Regions from separate parts of the Mus musculus genome. Here region 1 is linked to region 2. A link is a contact called in public Micro-C data. All regions are on one chromosome and are shown on one strand. Each heading gives the region's core, a stretch centred on a gene start, on an enhancer-like site or on the middle of the called end of the contact. The rest is flanking DNA. Distances are from core to core; before and after follow the strand shown.

What was found. A called contact is a pair of places that touch in the nucleus more often than the background predicts.
Region 1: a Micro-C map of embryonic fibroblasts shows a contact between it and region 2, with 3 times the contacts expected there. The contact joins two enhancer-like sites. A contact is called at or near these places in 1 of 484 Hi-C or Micro-C datasets (embryonic fibroblasts), 1 of 115 datasets of contacts at active chromatin or transcription factors (bone marrow-derived macrophages) and 1 of 9 other capture datasets (embryonic stem cells).

The regions. Positions count from the first base shown.
Region 1 is chr7:68,299,999-68,306,349 of GRCm38.p6, reverse strand. It overlaps Fam169b (family with sequence similarity 169, member B), which reads right to left. Exons shown (of 9, transcript NM_001374636.1): 2 at 5,387-5,517; 3 at 1,699-1,798. Among named protein-coding and RNA genes, the nearest start is that of Gm16157, 27 kb to the right of the region's middle. Within about 2 kb of position 3,564, at least 61 of the 459 cell types and tissues checked have an H3K27ac peak or open chromatin away from gene starts, as enhancers often do. A contact at or near this core is called in embryonic fibroblasts, where this site is marked.
Region 2 is chr7:67,907,703-67,914,084 of GRCm38.p6, reverse strand. No RefSeq gene overlaps it. Among named protein-coding and RNA genes, the nearest start is that of Igf1r, 41 kb to the left of the region's middle. Within about 2 kb of position 2,099, at least 71 of the 459 cell types and tissues checked have an H3K27ac peak or open chromatin away from gene starts, as enhancers often do. A contact at or near this core is called in embryonic fibroblasts, where this site is marked.

The DNA.
Region 1 (6,351 bases), core at 2,315-4,814, 390 kb before region 2:
ATGGGGCCCCACAGTGAGACGGTCTGCATGATGTAAACATACAATGGACTCTTAGAAATCTGTTTCCCATTTGCACTGTACTTAATTTTCTGTTGCCTTTTAAGAATGTACCCTGATCCATATTCATATGTGCTAAGGAATCTCACTCAGTGGAACGAGGGACACTCTGAGCCTAAACTCCAGGCAGACAGTCAGGTGACACGCAAACGCATTTCTCCAGGAGAGGTGGAGAGCTGGAACGGTCCTCCTTTGAAAACAGTTAAAGACCTAAAATCTCAAAATGCTGTCATTTCATGAGGCCTAACTAGCTAAAAAGTGTATTGCCAGTGTACTATGACTATTACGTCTTACTGGAAAGCAACTGTTGGCATTGCAAAGGCAAAATAAACAAGAAAAATGCCTCGAAGGATTGCTTGTTGTGAGGTCAGAAGTCAGGTGCCTCCCACCAGCTCGCTGGTGCACTGGGTTCGGGTAGACCAACCTGCTAGATCTCCTCCCAGCAAGGCTTTCTTTTGTTTGGTTGGTTGGTTTGGTTTGCTTTGGTTTTTTGTTTTGTTTTGTTTTGTTTTTCCAAGACAGAGTTTTTCTGTATAGCTCTGGCTGTCCTGGAACTCTATAGACCAGGCTGGCCTTGAACTCAGAAATCAGCCTGCCTCTGTCTCCCAAGTGCTGGGATCAATAAAGGCGTGCGCCACCACCGCCTGGCCCAACAAGGCTCGCTTGCCAGCAGTCTCCATGCCTCTGCCTAAGGCACAATTGACTATGCTTACGTCTCTCTCCAGAGGACTCACTCCATGAAGCAGAAACCTGCCACAGATAGTCTCTCCATAATTTGAGAGAGGGTAAATGAGTCACAGACCAAACTGTCGCCGTCAGAAACGACCCCCACCCAACTGTCACTCTGCAAAAACCGAGCCCTTCCGTGCTCTAGCTGAAGGCCTTTGGCAAGTCACTTGAGCAGTGTGAGGCCCTTGTTTGTTACATTTGGAGAAGAAAATGGCCCTTTCATTCCACAAGGTCATGGGAATGTCCCAATAGTGTCCTAGCCAGTGCCCACAGCTCTGGAACGTCTGTTAATGGGAATAGCAAGAGTGAGCCCCAAAGCAGCTCTGGGTAGGGACTGTGGTCAGAGATATGCAAAATGATTCATGTCTCAAAAGAGATAAATAAGAATGGACCGCTGCATCCCTAGACATTGAAAATCCCCATATATTGTATACCACAAAATCAAGATTCCCGTTTTTAAAATCCAGGGTTCACTGGGCAGTAGTGGCATGTATCTTTAATCCCAGCACTTGGGAGGCAAAGGCAAGCAGATCTCTGTTGGTTTTGGGACCAGCCTGGTCTATATTTCAAGTTCCAGGATAGTGAGGGATACACAGAAGCGCTGTCTCAAAACAAACAAAAAAACAAAACAAAACTACAACAACAACAAAATCAGGCTCTATGTGCAGCTTGGTCATAGACACCATATCCATTAATAACTACCAGCACGGGGCTGGAGAGTTGACTCTATTAAGAGCACTAGCTGCTCTTCCAGAGGACACCAGGTTCAATTCCTAGCACCCACATAGCATCTCACAACTGTCTGTAACTCCAGTTCCAGGGACTCTGACTCCCTCACACAGGCAGACATGCAGGTAAAACACCAATGCTCATAAATGAACAAATCAATTAAAAAAAAAAAAAGCTACCAACCTGTCTTTGTGTCCTGGGGATTAACCAAACCCAGTATTTTATGTTGAGGTTCATCACGGTATATCGTGCAAAAACAAAGAGATGAAGTCTCAAGTCTGACCTAAAAAAAAAAAAAAAAAAAAAGGCAAATGAAATTACTGTTCTGCTCTCTCACGTCACTGAGGCAGGGGAATGACTTGCAATTACTCAGCCAAGTGCTCACAGAAGGAGCCCTGTTAGCAGGATGCAGGAAGAGCAGAGAAGAAAGCTTTAGCCACCCTGGATATGGTCTTGCGTTCTCTCTCTCTCTCTCTCTTTCTCTCTTTCTCTCTCTCTCTCTCTCTCTTTCTCTCTCTCTCTCTGACTCCTTCTCCATCCTGGACCTCCATAGACCTCAACCTGCAAGGCTGACAGCCTCACTCCACCTCACACAGACAACTATGGTGCCGTTCTCATCTTCTCGAGAGCCCTGGTAGCCTGGAGTAGATTGAGCCCAGGCTGTACCCCCCCCCCATAGATGTTCCTGCTGTCTGTGACCCTGGTACCAGCTCTGAAAGCAGCCTTGAAAATGTGTCCTCTGTCTGAGCCCTCCAGGCTCAGTCCTGTCCTTAAGCCCAAAGACTCAGTCCCAGGAGGTTTTGCTAGTCATCGGGAGGAAACAGATCACCTCTGAGGGCCACATCTAAGGCCCTCTTTGTAAACATCCAACCCTCTGCTCCCAGCTCCTGACACAAGAAGGCCAATACATTCCATGACCAACTTTGTTTTGAAAACTGAGACTATAGGAAAATTAGAGAAGAATGTGCAGCTGGGCCAGGCAGGCAGGTTCTTGTAAAAAGTTTACAGCGGACCACCACCGTTATAGAGAACTGTTTCCTGGCAAATCCCGGGGGGTGGGGGTGGGGGCGTGGGGGGTGGTAAGGACTGGCAACTATCTTGGGACCTCCCTCTTTTTTTCGGAGTGACCTATCCCAGGTTTTTTAAAGCAGGCAAAAATCTCAGCATTTGAAATGATGGGGAAGGAAGATTGCAAGTTCTTGAGCCAGTCTGGGCTACACAGCAAAACCCTGGCTCAAAAAATAAATAAATAAATAAATAAATAAACAAATAAATAAATAAATAAAAATGCACGTGGAAAGGAAAAATGTAAAAATAAAGAAACACATTAACATGTTTTTAGCAGTTAACCCCACATGGCTTTGCTCCCTCCGTCTTTCGTTGTAGCCCTTAAACACCATACAAATGAACATGTGCGTTTTTTAAACCAGAAAAAAAAAAATCAGCAAGTATTTTAAATGCAACGTCAAGACAAGAAAAAAATTAATTGTGAAACAAAGAAAGTCAAGACATGTTGCCTCCTCAAACCACTTCCTCGTCGTTCCTTTCAGCCAGAGAATCTTTGGATAGCAAAAGTCCCTGCCGTGTCGGCTGCGAGGAGGCTCACTCCTGGTGAGCAGGATTCAGTGTGCCAAATAGCACCCTGCTCCCTGCCCCTGTCCCTGCCCCTGTGTCCCTACTCACTGCTAAATAGTAGAGATCCAAATAATGGGTTTCACCTAGCTCCCTTCTCTTTAGGAAAGGAGGAAGGAAGAAGTCATGTTGGCATGTCATCTCACCTTCAAACATCTTCATGTCAGCAACTTTCTGTTTCTGTTAGTAACCTTAGCCTTATCCCTTCGATGAGCATGCTGCACGTTGGGGTTTATTTTCCTAAGTTATTCATAAGTATGAGTGTTGTAACAGCAGATTGTGGAAGCTGTGTCCAAAAACAAACAAACAAACGAAAAAACCTGGGGACACAGCTCTTCTTGCATCTCTCAAGCTCCCCCTGGCCACCAGCACCCAGCGATCAGTGTCCGATGGAGCCCTGTGTCTTTCTCCTACATCACCACTAGGGGGCGCTAAGAGCACACAAGGTCAGCAAGCGCCCACTGGGGCTCAACAGCTTGAGGTCCCCCACTGGAGGGGTATTCTTCTAAGAGGGACTTGCCTGTTAGCTCCGGACCTCCAAAATCTCAAGGAAGCCATGGTTTATAACTGCATATGCCGCTGTTTTCGTTAACTCTGGTACAAAAAGACGTCCCTCTACTAGCTCTGCCTGCCAGCCAGATCACAACCATTTCTGGCAGGAGTGAAATGATCCACACTTAAAACAAATGTGGATACTGCCTACTGTGAGGAAAACAGTCTTAGACAGTCGGGGTTGGAAGAGGGCACAGCCAGGGAAGTGCAAACTTGGTAAGCAGGAGGGCCTGAGTTTACTCCCACCATAGCATACACAAAAAGACAGGTAACGAAAAACCAAACAAAAAACAAAAAACAAACCACAGCTGGGCAGTGGTGGCGCACGCCTTTAATCCTAGCACTTGGGAGGCAGAGGCAGGTGGATTTCTGAGTTCGAGGCCACCCTGGTCTAAAAAGTGAGTTCCAGGACAGCCAGGGCTATACAGAGAAACCTTGTCTCAAAAAACAAAAACAAACAAACAAAAAAGGACAGATAAGATGCGCTGGGGAAATAGTGAGAGACCTTGTCTCAAAACACAAATCGGATTGTATATTGTATATAAATGCACTCTGAGGTTGTCCTCGAGATTCATGCATGTGTACATACGCAGGCACACACATAACACATATTTTTAAATCTTGCCACAATCCCAACGAATAAAATTTCTAGTTTTCTGTGTGTCCTCTTGCAGAACCTATTCACAATGCACAGAACCTCAGCAACACAAAAATATTGTAAGTGACACAGCTTCACTCCACGTCAAATGTCAGAACTGAATCAAACCTTGGAGGGCAGACATGAGCTACTCCCTCCCTTTAAAATGAAGAAACTGAGATTCAGCTGAGCATACACAAGCTCATTTAATCCTCATGCCAGCCCCACAAGGAAAGTGGTGCAATGCCCTGAATTCAGTGAGAACATCAAGATAAGAGAGGAGAAAACCCTTGAGAACCGAGCTCGTCCGTGATAGAAATGGGATTCCCACAGGTTATCTGGCCCACAGCTCACCAACTGGACCCACCAACAATATAAATAAAGACACGGAAACTCTTACACATTTTAAAGCTTAAGCCTTTAACTTGGGCTCAGTCCCAGCTATGCTAACCTGACTAATTCTGGCTTACATCCCACCCCACGGCCAGTCCTGCTAGATCCACACTCAGAACTTCAGATTTCTAGTGAAGGGTTTCCTTGAATGGCCCATCACCAGTCTGATAATTAATAAATATTCATCCTTCTGTACCTGCTGATTGGCTTTAACAAAGATCTGCCAGCCAATAGTAAAGCAGGAAGCGGAGGGCGGAACTTCCGGGCAGAGAAAGGGCTCTGGGAGAGGAAATCAGAAGCGAGAGATTCAGCCAGATGTGGTGGTGGATGGAGAATTCAGAGAACAAGAGATGTAGACCTGGCTATGCGGTAGGACGTAGGCCAGAATTAGTCAGGTTAGAATAGCTGGGAAAGAGCCCAAGTTAAAAGCCTAAGCTTTAAAATATATAAAGAATTTCTGGGTCTTTATTTATAGAGCTGGGGGGCGGGGGAGTTCGGGTAAGTACCTTTATACGAATTCTTTCGTATTCCCTCCAGAAGTTTCGTTTAATCAGTGTGTTGGTCTTTGTTCTTCTAAATCTGAGATGTTGTTTCTATGACATCTCTCTTTCTAAGTTAGATTGGGCAGAGCCCTCCTCTAAGAAAAGTTAAACATACCTGCTCCCCAGTGGAAAGGGAGATAACCTCTGCTGAGGTCTGGGCTCCTTCCCTGAGCATCTCATAGTAAGCCTCGGCTGCTGCCTGATAGCCCTCCGCGTCATCCTCCAGGATGTCCACAGGGTAAGCCTCTGTAGGAGAAAAAAAAAACGGGATAAAATTAATTTTACACTGTCACTAAAAGGAACGTTAATTATTTCAATTTTTGGTTTGGTTTTTTTTTTTTTTTTTTAAGACAGGTTTTCTCTACGTAGTCCTGGCTGGCCTGTAGCTCAGACTATAGACCAGGCTAGCCTCAAACTCACAGAGATCTATCTGCCTGCCTCTGCCTCCAGAGCACTGGGATTAAAGGCTTGCACCTGGCTATTTCAAGGGTGTTTGTTTGTTTATTTGGTTGGTTTGGTTTTTTTGGTTTTCTTGTTTTTCGAGACAAGGTTTCTCTGTGTAGCCCTGGCTGTCCTGGAACTCACTTTGTAGACCAGGCTGGCGTCGAACTCAGAAATCCGCCTGCCTCTGCCTCCTGAGAGCTGGGATTAAAGGCGTGCACCACCACGCCCAGCTTATTTCAAGTTTTTAAAGGAATAGTTTGGTTTAATAATTATGGTCAGGACTGGAGAGATGGCTCAGTAAAGGGCTCCCCATGCAAACAGGAAGACCTGAGTTCCATCCCCAAACCCCACCAAAAAAAAAAAAAAAAAGCTTGTCATCCAGGCCTCTGGGGAGGCAGATATAGGCCAGCTTTCGCTAGTCAAATAGTTCCAGGCCCGTGAAAGGTTTTGTCTTCAAAAAACAAGGTAGATAGTGAATGACGCCTGAGGTTGAACCCTGGCTTCCACATGCATGTACACACATCGGCACATATATGAACACATACCTACATGGATCTGCACACAAACACATAGATGCAAAAAAAAAATCAGAAAATTATGTTCACCCATCCCTCTGACTGTTTTTAAACCCCCCAC
Region 2 (6,382 bases), core at 850-3,349:
ATAAGCGAAATAAACCCTTTGCTCCCCCAGATTGCTATTGGTCACCTCATTTTATCACAGCAACAGAAAGCAAACTGGGATGAAGACCCAGCCTGACCAGAGAAGCCCCAGAGAAGAGCTGGGTGCTTCTCTGTGTGCCTAGTAGAGGTAGTGGAGCCAACAGCAGGCCAAACCCACATAGTGGGTGTCACTGTCCTCTGTGCACAGACTCTCCTAGATACACTTATGTAGCACCAGCTGTATGCATGGTCCTAGGGGGAAGGGAATAATGCAAATGAGTAAGCCCTCATGGAAGAGGTTTGGCTGTTGCCTGGGAAAGTAAGGTGGGATGTGTTTATGTGAAAGCTTTGGAAAAACACTTAGGAGGTGTTTTAATTCTCAAAAGAATTACTTTCTTTTCTTTTTTTTTTTTTCTTCTTCTTTTTTTTAAAGGCTTAACCTTCTTCAGGGGGAAAGGCCTTAAAAAGTATATCCTTTGTGCTCTCCAAGGGAAATGAATTGCATCCTTTGTAGGACGCCATTTTTTGGTACTTACATGGAGAAAAGTGGAAAGTATTGTCATATTTTTTTTCCAAATGTTAATGTCAAAACATTTTTTGAACCATTAAGGATTGAAATAGTCTAGCAGGTGTGCTAAAGTGTGTTGAGAACAAAATGATAAATTAAGGTGTTTAGCACAGAATTGTGGAAATGTTAACAAGGCATCACTCTTAAATGTTAAATGTTCACTGAAATACAGTTCACGTGCCCCTGGCTTTGCCTAATTCATCTGCTCAGGTTGGTGATGTTGGTGCTTTCTCCGGGGTTGTGTGGCCACACCATGACCTAATTTTAGAGCATCCTCTTCATCATCGAGAAAGAAAATCAGTGCCCACAGGCACGAAGTCCTCAGATACAGTCAGGACCAAGCTGCCATTTGTCCCCACAGATTTGCCTGTTTCTGACATTCCATGTAAATGGAGTCAGGACTTCTGTGTTATTTTATGGTGTCTTTCACTTGGCCTAGCATGCTCAAGGTTTGTCCTTGTGGCTTACAAAGAAACTTGTTTATGGGACAAGTGGCTCCATAGTTAAGAACACTTACTGTTCTTACAGAGGACCTGAGTTCAGTTCTCAGCATCTGCTGGCTGGCAGCTCATACCCTCCTGCGAGACTTCAGCCCAAGGGGTCATGAGGCCCTTTTTTGGTCCCCATGCACACCTGCACACCCGTGCTCTTTGTCCACATAGACACATATATACACAAAAACAAAAATAAATTAATTTTAGGGGGAGAAGAGTCAGGTTTCTGTTTTGTTGTTAAGGCTGTGGTTCCTAGTAGGTTGACCATGCTCTTGTGCATGGTCCTCCAAAACAGGCGGTGTACACTAGAGTCTATGTTTTGGGGGAGTTTCTTTGTTTTGTTTTGGCTTTTTATTATTTTAGACAAGAAGTTGGGGGAGATTCTTGAGGTGGGATGGTCTGGGAGGAGTTGGGAGGGGGGGGATATGTCACCAAAATATATTGTCTGAAATACTCAAAGAAGTCATTAAGATATTTTTTTAAAAATTAAATACTAACTTATTCCTGTGTATAGCTGAATTCTATCCTATCCTATCCTATCCTATCCTATCCTATCCTATCCTATCCTATCCTATCCTATTCTATCCTGTTCTAGCATATGGATAGATTATGTTCCACTCAAGAGTTAGTGAACACTTGGGTTTTTTCTACTTAAAAAACAAAGCCAGACAAGATGCTTGATTTATTTACTGTGAGTATGTGAAGTCACCAGTGCTACAGGTCACATGTAGAGATCAATGGACAGCTTGATGCAGGCCCTGGGGAACAAACTTAGGTTGTCAGGGTCGGAGGTGGGACCATTACCTGGTGCTCTGTCTCACCATCCTGTTCTGAACGAGACCAGGGACAGGGAGGGAGGCATGGAGCTTTGCTGGGTGCAAGCCTAGGACTGGCTTTGTCAGGTGGTAATTCTATACCTCACCTATCGAGAGGAAATAAAAACATCCCCCAAAGCGGCAGCACAAGGGCTGTATGTCACCATCAAGGAGGAGGCGTCTGACCTCCCCACATCCTGTCCACTGCAGGCTGTTGCCTGGCATTTTATTGCAGTCATCTCTGAGGCTGTGAGGCAAACCTCTTTGTGGTTTTGATCTGCATTTTCCTGAGAGCTGATGAAGGGGACATCTTTTCATGTGCCTCATCTTTGAATAAATATCTAAGTCCTTTGTCCATTTTCGGTTGGGTTGTTTTCTTATTGAGTTATAAGAGTTCTTTATGGATCGCACATATTAGCACCTCATCAAATGTGCGGCATTCCTTTCCTTTTTCTTTTTCTTCTTTTTTTTTTCCTTTTCTTTTTCTTTTTTTCCATTTCGTTATCTTTCACTTCCTTGAGAACATGGTATTTTACTGGAGAGGTTCGATTCAAACTGCAGAGTCATTTCTGCAGCTCCCCGGCTATTTCGGATTTACGACACGGCTTTCCGTGTTCTAATGAGAAGGGTTATGAAGGGTCAAGTTTTTGTAGGGACACAAAATTGTTTATGAGAAGACTAGTTTGTATGTTCCCTCCGAGTTTTCATTGAGGTTTCCCTTGGCCCCTTTGTTGTTTCCCATTTTGAAAGCGTGGCCAAGTTCCTTTTCTGGTTGTTTGCAGGGAAATGTCTTTGTTGTCAGACGTTAAATTAAACCTTCTAAGTTCTATGGGAACACAGTGTGGCAGCTTCAGATTCCCAAGGCTTGGGTCCCTAGTGGAAATCAGGAGTGGACTTCTGGGGTGGGGGTGGGGGTGGGGGGAATGAGAGTAAAAAAAGAAAACTGCCAACAAGAAAGCAGACCAGAGACCAAGAGACCAGGGGCCTCCTAGCAGGGGAACCCGAAAGAGCACATTCTTAGGAGAGTGACCACCCACAGGAGCCAGCAGCCTTGAGATTGGAATCCTGGACAGAGGGGTGGGGTGTGTGTGTGTGTGTGTGTGTGTTTGTGTACACGAATGAGCAAACAGAGAAGGGGCGGGGATAGGAACTCTTTTAAGATCTCTTCAGGGAGCCTGAGCCTGGGTTTTGTAAATATCTGTAAGCCCAATTCTTTCCACCCTAAGAAATATAGGGACTTGCTTGTTCTCAAAATTGTATTTACCGTTTTTTTTTTTAAAGGAGGTCTCAGTTCTGCCCTCATACTTGAAGCGTCTGCTTGTGTGTACATAACGGTTTCCACTCGAGACACTCAGTTACTCGAACAAGTCCCTGATTCCCCCCCCCCCAACCCAGCCAGGCCCCCTGGAAATTAAATTCCATTCCAGTTTTTTTTTTTTTTGAACTTCACATTTTTGGTTCATGACATAGGGGCCCTGGAAATGTTAAATCTAAAACTTGGTGTGGATTGTCGTTCACAACTTGGGATTTGAGCTGAAAGCCCCATTCATTGGGAGCAGCAAGAAGAAGGCGTGGTGATGAATTCGGCAAGCCTGTCTATTCTCAGCTATAAATAGAGGTGGTTTGTTGCGCGGCTCTCCAGCCTTTAGGCGTGAAATATTTGCCAGCATCTGTGCCATCATGTCCCTGCTTCCGATTTGAGCTGCTGTCTTTGTTTTCTGTTGTATCTGCAGTTGTTCGTTGATAAATATCTTCCATGTCAATGACGTAGAATCCGTATTGCCATTTGTAATTAGAGCTCACATTAAGCTAAGTTTGTCAACGTGGTTTACATAGAAATGTATGTAAATACATAGACTTTTAGTATATATACATAGCTCTGGGAGACAGGTGTTTCATCTGCCTTTGAAGTAGCTAAGAAATTTGCCCAAAGTCACGTGTTCTGTGTTCAGATTGGAGCCTAGAAGGTCCTGATGTGGAGTGTGGGAGTTTTGAGTTTTAAGTTAAATGCTGGTGATTTGGGAGAAAGCAGATAATTGGTCCTTAACAGCCATAGCCAAAGTAGTTTTCCTCAGGAATGGGTCAGGGTTGGCAGAGGAGCAACTGCAGCCACACAGGCTGGGGTGTGAGGCCTGATGGCCAGGGCTGCAATCCATGTTTTAGGACACGCCTTCAGTATGACTGTCCTCATCTGGAAACTGGGCACGGTGGTCATGATGAAGAAAAATATTCCCTCCATCTAAATGGGTGTTGTCAGGATCCCACAGGACTTATGACAAACAGTAAGCCCTTGATAGTAGCCACTCTGACTAAGATTGACATACAAGCTCAAAGCTGGACTTCCAAGAATGGCATGCCTAGAAGTAGAAGTCAGAAAATTCATTTGAAAGCAACAAGATTCCCCACTCCTTTTTCTCTTAAAAACTGTATTATTGTTTAGGGATGGGGCACATCCTGGTGTGTGTGTGTGTGTGTGTGTGTGTGTGTGTGTGTGTGTAGGTCAGAGCTTTGTTGAATCAGTTCTCTCCTACTGACCTTATTTGTTTTTGTTTTTATTTGGGGAGGTGCAAATCCAACTCAAGTCATTAGGCTTGTGCAGTGATCACCTTTACCAGCTAAGCCACCTTCCCAACCTCCTCTTTTGCTTTTTAATGCAACAGTGGGCTTTCCTAGCTGTCAGGTATGAGTTAGTTCATTTAGTAACCATCACAAAACCTTTCTATGGTGCAAAGCACTATATTGAATAGCTCTGGATACAGTAGCAAATCAAACAGACACATATCCCCATTCCCCAGGATGCAGGGCACAACAGTGTGGTAGGGAGACACTAGCTAGTCAATCAACCCTGAGAGAGATAGATGACTCCTTCCCCATGAAGCCTACTGGTTGGCTTTTACTCTTCTAAAATGTATCCTGAAATGTGTTTTCTTCTCCTGCCTAAGAAATCACTGCCTCGTGGAATTGTATGTTGTATATTTTCATGTCTCTCCCTCCAACACACACTCTGTATGTACACTGGAAGTCTGTGTATTTACATACATTTCTATATAAACCTTGTTGACAAACTCGGCTTAATGTGAGCTCCAATTTACAAATGGTAAATCCAATCCAATGTTTTTCACACATCAGATATTTAAGTAGTTCTTTTTTATTTTTTTTAAAGAAGAATCTCGACGTGCCAACTGGTATCTTCTCAGAGCAAAGTGTCATCTTAATGAGAATCTAGGATGTAGGCGAATGGAAAATGTGGGTCCTTTGAAGGTGAGTTTTGGTTTTCACAGGGCTGTGAGAGAGTTTGGAGAGTCCTCTCCTTCCCTGGACCATACCATTAGAGTTCTAGAAGGGACATGTCCCTGCTCCTGATGCTCTGCTTTTCCAGAAAAAAAAAATGCAGGGGTCTGATCCATGACAGTTATAAATCCTACCCCAGGACATTCTTCACAGCTGAGGAAATGTGAAAAAAGCGAAACTGATCAAACGGGGTGACTGAGCCCCCTTTCACGAAGTAAGGTAGATTTTCACATGAACTAGTGCCTTCTAAAAGAGGGGACCCAGAAGCAGAGGACAGGAGACTGATAGTTTGGGGTGGTGGCAGATGTGCGAGAGGTGACCAGCTTGATGCTGGCCGCTACAGAGGCATCAAGCTGCAGCTCCACCTGGGACTTCGGGGCTTCCAATTCACACAAAACAGCAAAAACAAGAACTAATAGACAAATCATTTACGGTTTGAACCTCCAGGGAACGGAGACTCCCTCTGGCTCAGGTCTGGACATTTTCAAGATGTATGGTAGGCTTCGGAGTGGGAATAGTTCATGGTATCATTTTCCCTCCCTCTGACACATCCTAAAGGGACTCCAGCGTTCACACTCAGTAATTGAAAGAGTCCCAGCATCACAGCAGAGATGGTAAAATTGGGCAATCCAGTGCTAGACAGAAGGCAGCACACTGAAAGGCAAGATAGGGCTATCCTCACGACCTTTAAATAGCTCTTGCCATCACTCCTTGTCAAACACAAACACTTGAACACGTGTGCCCCTCCCTCTAGGTGTGGCAGAAACCCAAGGCTTTGCGCTTCCTGGCATCTGAGTTTAGCCTCACCAGCTCTCAAAGTGTGTTCACCACTGCCTATTCTGCTCTGACATTAAACCGCACAAATTCCTTCTGGATGCAGATACCATAACGACAATAAGCATCTTGCAGTTCCCATGACTCTTCATCTGCCCCAGCCTTATGCAATTCCTTGGCATGCATATTTTCTCTGTGTGTCTGTTTGGAGCCTGCTTCTATTATTTAGATTTTAGGTCCATCTGGTAATGGCTGACTCTTTCTGTACACAGTGTTTTCAGTTACTATTAAACAATCGTAATTCTTCAATAACAGGATGTGCGTGCCCAGAAGAGACGGGGCTGAGCTAAGAGCAGATCTGCCCAATGCTTTAAGACTTTTGAGGTCCAGAGCCCCTTTCCAGTCTTTCTGTAGCCAAAACTATCTCAGGCTCATTTCAGA